Linked DNA regions of Mus musculus: region 2 is linked to region 1. A link is a contact called in public promoter capture Hi-C data. All regions are on one chromosome and are shown on one strand. The core of a region is the stretch at or near the end of the contact, and the rest is flanking DNA. Distances in the headings are between cores, read along the strand shown.

Region 1 (3,615 bases), core at 374-2,873:
CTTTCTAGTGGGAGACTTCAGCCTCTTTCTTTTCTTGAGGTCTGGGTCTTTTCTTGAGGCCAGGGTCCTTATTACTCTGCTTAACTTGCTCAATTATTAATTTTACACACAGGAAACGTATAAGAGATTAATGAATAATGATAAGGAGAGTGATAGATGAATGATAGGGAGATCATTCTAGAAAAGCATTGTAGTGCCCACAAAGCCTAAATGAGTCATGTACCCCTCAGATTCATATGTTGAATTCCCAAGCCCTGGCATCTCAGCATATGACTGTATGTGGTCAGAGGTCTTTCTAAAAGTAACTAAATTTAAATCATACTATTAAGGTTGTCTATAACCACTACGATGACAATGATGGTGATGATGACGATGACCACGAAGATGAGGAGGAAGAGGAGGATGAAACATTTAAGGGAGGACAATGGGGAGACACAGGCAAAACGTGCCATATGCAAGCCAAGACAGGCCTCGGAAAAGGTCAACCAACTTTTTTTTTTTTTTTGAGAAAATGTATTTGCATTATTGAACACAGTGTGTGGTAAGTTATTATAACAAGCCTGGCAAACTAATATAGGATCGGACCATGCACATTTGCTAAACTGCAGAAATAAAATATTACCACTTAAGCTAGAATTCCATAGATTCTTTAATGTACCAACATGGCTGACCCCTTATTGCAAACAGTGGAGACATGGAGAATATGGGTGGGTGGGTAGGAGGGAAATGGGGGAGGGATACCACCCATAGGCTCCCAATCCAGTCCTATCCCCAAGGCTAAACAGAGAGAGACCAGTTTAGTATTAGAATGGCAGAAGAGATATGGAAGTGACAGAAATCATTTGCTCTGCTGTGGAATGACAATGTTTGCAGTTAGAGTAAAAAGCATTAGAGAACCCCTTGAGGACAGAAATGACAAGAAGACCCCCGCGGGACTTGACGAGGAGGTGGATGAGGACATCCTATGAGAAGCGTCAGAAGTGAGGGCAGAGATGCACAGATCTTGGCCAGGAATTTAACTTTTAAAAGAGATGGGAAAACCATGGAAAATCGAATTTGGAGTAGGCTTTGCCTGACCCAACTGCTGTCTTAAGTTGGCTGTGCCAGCTGGGGCGTAGCGAGGATGGAGATCTAGACCTAACGCCTGAGGCAGGATTCTGTTACTCAAGGGCTGGCCAGGAGCGGAAATGAGGTAATGGTGGAGGCATCAGAAAGTTCCAAAATCCAACCCTTGGATGCCTCTAGATGTCTGGAGAGTGGAGACAGGAAATCATCCAGTAAACACAGAATCAAGGAGCTGAGGGTCACCAAATGCAAGCCTTGCCGCCTTGGTGATTTCTTTCTGGTTTTTAAACGAAGGGTGGATTTCTTTGCCTTCCCTGAGAATTCAGTTCAAGCTGGATTTCACTAGTTCTTTCTATCCCAACAAAAGATCTCCATCTTTACCCTCCTCCTTGCACCTTTGCAAACCCAGGGGGAGTATGGACAGAGTCTAAGCACTATCTTAAGGTCATGCAGGCATGGACACACCCAGGAGCCCCTTTCCCGACGAGCTGGCTGACCAAGCAAGCTACCCCGTAGGAATGTGGGCACCGATGGGGACCCTGGCTCTACTTGGATCCCTGGCCGCTGGGGCCTTTTCGACGCGCCTAAGTCCAGTCCAGGCGAGGCCAGGGCCCGGGAGGCGGGCCGAGGGGGCGGGCGGAGGCGGGGAGCAGCAGGCCGACTCCGGGAAGAAAAGAACATGGCTCCTGCGGCAGAGGGCGGCGGCACTCCCGGGCGCGCTGGGCGCCAGTGAGCGCCATGGTTAACTCCAGACGCGTGCAGCCGCAGCCGCCCGGGGACGCGGGACGCTCGCCCGCGCCGCGAGCGTCCGGACCCGGGCGCCTGGTGGCGGGAGGCGCCGGCCTAGCTGTCCCCGGCGGCCTCGGGGAGCAGCGGGGCCTGGAGATCGAGATGGAGCGCATCCGGCAGGCGGCCGCTCGGGATCCCCCGGCCGGAGCCTCGGCCTCGCCGTCTCCTCCGCTTTCGTCCTGCTCCAGGCAAGCGTGGAGCCGCGACAACCCGGGCTTTGAGGCAGAGGAGGATGACGACGACGACGAGGTGGAAGGAGAAGAAGGAGGGATGGTGGTAGAGATGGATGTGGAGTGGCGCCCGGGCAGTCGGAGGTCGGCCTCCTCCTCGGCCGTGAGCTCGGTGGGCGCCCGCGGCCGAGGGCTCGGGAGCTACCGCGGCGCGGCTCACCTGAGCGGGAGGCGGCGCCGGCTAGAGGACCAGGGCGCGCAGTGTCCCAGCCCCGCGGGCGGCGGGGACCCGCTGCATCGCCACCTCCCGCTGGAGGGCCAGCCACCCCGAGTGGCCTGGGCAGAGAGGCTGGTGCGAGGGCTGCGAGGTAAGATCCGGACTCTTGGCGTCCAGTGCACGCTTGACAACTGCCTGCGCGCGGGCTCGAACCCCTGTCCTACAAGGGTGGCTGTCTGCTGCGGCTCCACCTCGCATCCTCTGCGTTCCCGCCTCCTTCCAGAGCGCCTTCCCTAACTCCTCTAATTCGGCGCGATTTCCGGTACCCATCACCGAATTTTACTGCGTTCTTGTTGGTGCAAATTCATTGGACGCCTCCCTTCCTCCCTTCCTCTCTCCTTAAGATGCTAGCACATTTTGGAAAACAAAAGCAAGCCGTTAATACCTGGGCTTTTGGAGGACGAAAAGTGAATATTCTAGTACAACTGACAATAGTTGGAACTTTATGCTTGCTAAATGTCACAAATGAGGAACAAGTTTATTCCAGAGCCCAAGCTTTTCCTTTGGTGGCGATGTGTCATGTCCCTTCAGCCATTCTAGTAGGGACCTACAATGTTATCCAAGTTTTGAGACAAATGCCTTTAAACAGGTCATTGTCTGAAGGTTTGGTTGAGAGAGAGGTTGTTGACAGAAATGTGTAGAAACACATTTTTGATCATTTCCAATTCTAGACATTTCTTAAACAGTTGCAAACAAAATTATTATACCTCGCCCGTGTCCCCCCCCCCCCCCCCCCGTGTGTGTGTGTGTGTGTGTGTGTGTGTGTGTGTGTGTGTGTGTGTTTAAAGACTGGAAGCAAGGTCCTTTGCCATTCCAACAAGATGATTGCTTTTCCAGATGGTTAATGTGTCAGCATTCCAACGAGCACGCAACTCTCCACACGGCAAGAAAGGACACGGATTTTCCAATAGCTAGTTAATCTCGTGTTCTTAAAGGTTTGCAGCCGGAGGTATCCAAGTAGAAGAGTTTCACTAACTCTCCCCCACCTAGTTATTTTAACCTCTAGCTTTAAGAGTTCCAGCCCAGGATTTGTTGTTATTTTCCCCTGCAACAGAAACTATCCAGGCAGTGTGAGTTAGGCAGGTCAGGCCTCCATCCAAATCCTGGTCCTACTACTGTTTGACCTTGAGGTTATTATTTAACTGCTCTGATCTTTTAATTTTTAGTTTTTTGTTTTTGTTTTGTTTAGAAAAGAAATAACTAGTACATAGCCCTCGATGTGTTGAAAGAATTAAATGAGAAGACATCTAGAACGGGCAGCGAATCTTTGCTGTGCTATGCTTTGAGAGTATCACAAATGATGAAAGAATATCT
Region 2 (3,615 bases), core at 627-3,126, 1.4 Mb after region 1:
GAACTGCCTGTTTCCAGACAACACAGGCGAGAGTGGCTCCAAAGAACCTTTCTAAGCAGGTCCACTTCCCCCTTATCCTTTCTTTCCCACTACCTCTGGTGGGTGGTGGGATAGAAGGGGGTGTGTGTGTTAAAGTGCTCTACCTGAGGTTCTGAGTTCTATTCCCAGCAAACCACATGGTGGCTCACAACCATCTGTAAATGGGATCTGATGCTCTCTTCTGGTGTGTCTGAAGACAGCAACAGTGTACTTACATATAATAAATAAATCTTTAAAAAAAGTCTTTATAAAGACGAAAGAGAGAGAGAGAGAGAGAGAGACAGAGACAGAGACAGAGACAGAGACAGAACAGGGTGAGAGGAAGGGGAATACAGGGAGAGGGCAAGGGTCAGGCAGTATCTCTACCTTTTGTTTGTGTTCTATGTTAGGCAGCATTGGACAGATCTACTCAGAGCCTTAATGTGGGAATGACATGACCAGTTGGCATCGGACCCCATTACAGATGGCTGTGAATCTCTTTGTGGTTGTTGGGAATTGAACTCAAGACCTCTGTAGAAGAGCAGTCAGTGATCTTAACCACTGAGGCATCTCTCCAGCCCTGTATAAGCAAGAGTTTTGCAGGGAGACAGTGAGTATCCTAACTCAGGTAGTGGCCACGAAAATGGAAAGGGTGGGGCCGACCTAAGATATCTTAGGTGGGGTAAGCAGATACAAAAGTGTGTGGATTGGAAGTAGGAGGCTGAAAGAGCGGTGAGCTAGTCTCGAGTGGACTGGACCGAGTCAGCCTTCTGGCTGGGATTAGTGGGCGGTTTGCTCACCGCCCCGTGAACAGCCAAGAGAATACACGAGGATAAGCAGGTCTGAGAAGGGAAATTGTGAGTTCAGCTTTCAGCCCAGGTGAACAGAAAACATGTGTGGGAGGGGAGAAGAGAAGGAATTGGGAAAGGGTGGAGAACAGGATGAGTCAGGGAGGGTGGAGGAGGAAGAGATGAGCAGGAGGACACAAAGCCGTGCCCAGATTTGGGGCTACTGTGGTATACCTCCCTGTGCTTCCAGTTTTATTTCCGGCTTCCTCCGAACTGAGTCTAGCAAATTGAGTGCAAAGAATTGATGTCTGGCTTCCTATCTAGGTAACCAATTTGTTGTTAATGCCATTTGCTCTGTGAGGACAGAGAGAAAATTATTTAAAACTGTGGTTCAAGTCCACAAGAGTCTTCCCATAGTGTTCCTGAGTGAATACCTTTGCATCTGCTCCAACACAATTTTAAAAGTGGAATAATCTCTTCCTCCCCCTCCCTCCCTCTCCCCTTCGAGCTGAACGGTGGACTACTTTCTTCCTGCCAAATCTTTCCCATCTGTGAACTTTCACAGTTGCTTTACTACCTTCAACCCAGCAGTGGCTAGCAGCCTGTCTTGGGATAGTCTTATGATCCTGTCCTATTTGGCAATCAGGGTTCCTGTGCACGCCCCACACTTCTGTGTGTCAGAGGAAGGAACTCCATAAGTAGTGAAAAAAATCTCTCCTCCTCACTCCTTCAGCCAACAGTAGCCAAAGGTCGCCATGTCATTTAATGAGTTTCTGCAAGAGAAAGGCACTCCCTCCTGGACCCGGTTGCTCTTGCCAGGCTCCAACATGGCCGGCCAACCGGAGTCCTTCCAGAACATCCCTCTCCAGCCTTCCGCACTCCCGTTTCACCTTCCGTCCCCCGCGATCCCCAGGGTCAGGACCCAGGAGCCTGACAACTGCCTCGCTTCCCGCCCCCCTCGCGAGACCCGCCCACCACCCCGCGTCGGCCAATCGGAGGCGGTGCTGCGACGACTGGCAGGCCCGCCCGACCCCGCCCCCAGCCTCGCTGTGGCCTGCGGCTTCCCGGCTAGTAGCGCCGCTGTCGGTCGCGCGGGCCGGTCGTGTGGACACTGCCGTATCGCGGGCTCTTGCCGCGGGCCACAGCGAGCGCAGCGCGGAGACCGTCAGCCCCGCGGCGTCGAGCATGGACTTCGAGGACGGTGAGCGGCGCGCGGGGCGGGCCGCCGTGGCGGGCGGGCGGGAGGGAGGGCGGCGGGCGGCCTGCGCCGGGGGTCTGTTTACCGCCTCAAGATGGCCGTGTGGCTTTGTTCTGTGGGCCGCGCAGCGACCGCGGGCCCGGCCCGGAGCCCTGTGGTCCGGGAGCCCCACGTGGGGGTGCGGCCGGCCCGGGGCCCTGCTGTCTAGGGGGTCGGCCTAGCTGCGAGCCTCGGGGCCTCGTCCGCGGCCGCCTGCAACTTCCTGGCCTCGCCGAGCGGCGACCGGGCCCACGGGGCCCACGGGGCCCTCGGGGCAGCGACCCGGTGGCGGGTGGAGCCGGTCCTCACCGTGTCGCCCCGGGCTCTGGAATCTTGCTCGACACAGGCTGCCTCGGGCTCGTGCGATGCTTCTCCGTGTGAGAGGAGTATAAAGGGCGTCTCTAGGCGTTCCATCGAGATGGGCTTCGGTTCCCCCAGAACCAGAATCTGCAAGTTATTACCACGTAGCCGACCGAGCTGTCTAATATCTCACCCAGGTTACCTGCTAGTGAATACCGCGTCTGAAACAGCTCCGTGACCCAGTGCATTATCATTATTATTTTTGTTTTTAGGGGTGGTAGTGGTGGGGCTTGTGTATGAATGCTACCTAAGTTAGAATTCTGGCACAGCAAGCCCCAGATGCCCTTCACGTTCAGCTAGATCGGTGCACAGCAGCCCGTGTTGGACTTGCTGGTTAAATAAACCGAATTGTAACGTTGCTTTTCAGCTTTCCCTGGCCGTGAAGTACAGTTAATTTGGTATCTTCAAACCTTGCTCAACTTTTATAGGAATCAGTGTCAAGATAAAGTGATCAACAGTAGTGATAGTGTTAGGGAGCCGAGGAACAGTTTGTAGGATTAAACTGGGTGTAATCTCGAGGAACTAGGTATTTCTAAATAAAACCGGTTCATTTCTTGTGAAGGAAGCCTCTGCCTCCACCAGAAATGGGCTTTGACATTGAATGAGGTGTGCTTTTTTGGCGTAGGTCGTATTGCATGAGCTTTTGATTTTTGATTTGCTACAAGAGGTTGAGGCTGTCAAGTGTAAATATAGGAAAAAGAATCACCCTTTTCGGAGTACTTTTCGGTTGCTTTGAAATATAGTTCAGCTCTTCAGGATAGCATACCGTCCTGCTTGTGCTTCGGGGTTGGACAGTGACTCATTCTGATATAGGTGACTCTAAATTACTACTATGTGCACTAGTCAGAGTTGACATTGAAGAGAAAAAGTATGTTTTAGACCAAAGTTTGATGACACTACCAACCTATGTGGTGTGCCAGAAGTTAACCTTGTAGTGTGTGCAGAGTGGGAGGAGTCAGTCAGTAAGGAAATCCATTTTCTGTAGAGGATTGAAAAATAGCGGTCAGATTTGGAGTATTTGCTTTCATTATACTTATGATAAAAATAATGAACAATGTTAGAGATAAATAATCTCTTAACAGCCCATCCGTAGCCACCAATGCTGCAGTTGGGCTGTAGATTTGAGTGTATCTGACTCTGATCCTGTCATGTGCCAGGGTTCAGTTATATCTAGAAGCTCCATATTCAATTCCGTTCTTCCAGTCTTTATTT

Evidence for each region. Capture Hi-C pulls out chosen DNA fragments and counts their contacts.
Region 2: a contact with region 1 is called in a promoter capture Hi-C map of adipose tissue, with 3 times the contacts expected there. The contact joins the promoter of Zfp326 here to the promoter of Pkd2 in region 1. A contact is called at or near these places in 3 of 39 promoter capture datasets (hippocampal neurons, liver and pre-B cells), 1 of 484 Hi-C or Micro-C datasets (muscle stem cells), 3 of 115 datasets of contacts at active chromatin or transcription factors (astrocytes, large pre-B cells and stem cell-derived neural progenitor cells) and 2 of 9 other capture datasets (adipose tissue and liver).

What each region holds. Positions count from the first base shown.
Region 1 is chr5:104,457,834-104,461,448 of GRCm38.p6, forward strand. Pkd2 (polycystin 2, transient receptor potential cation channel) reads left to right here and starts at 1,624. Exons shown (of 15, transcript NM_008861.3): 1 at 1,624-2,392. The coding sequence starts at 1,804.
Region 2 is chr5:105,874,692-105,878,306 of GRCm38.p6, forward strand. It overlaps Zfp326 (zinc finger protein 326), which reads left to right and starts at 1,877. Exons shown (of 12, transcript NM_018759.2): 1 at 1,877-2,007. The coding sequence starts at 1,992.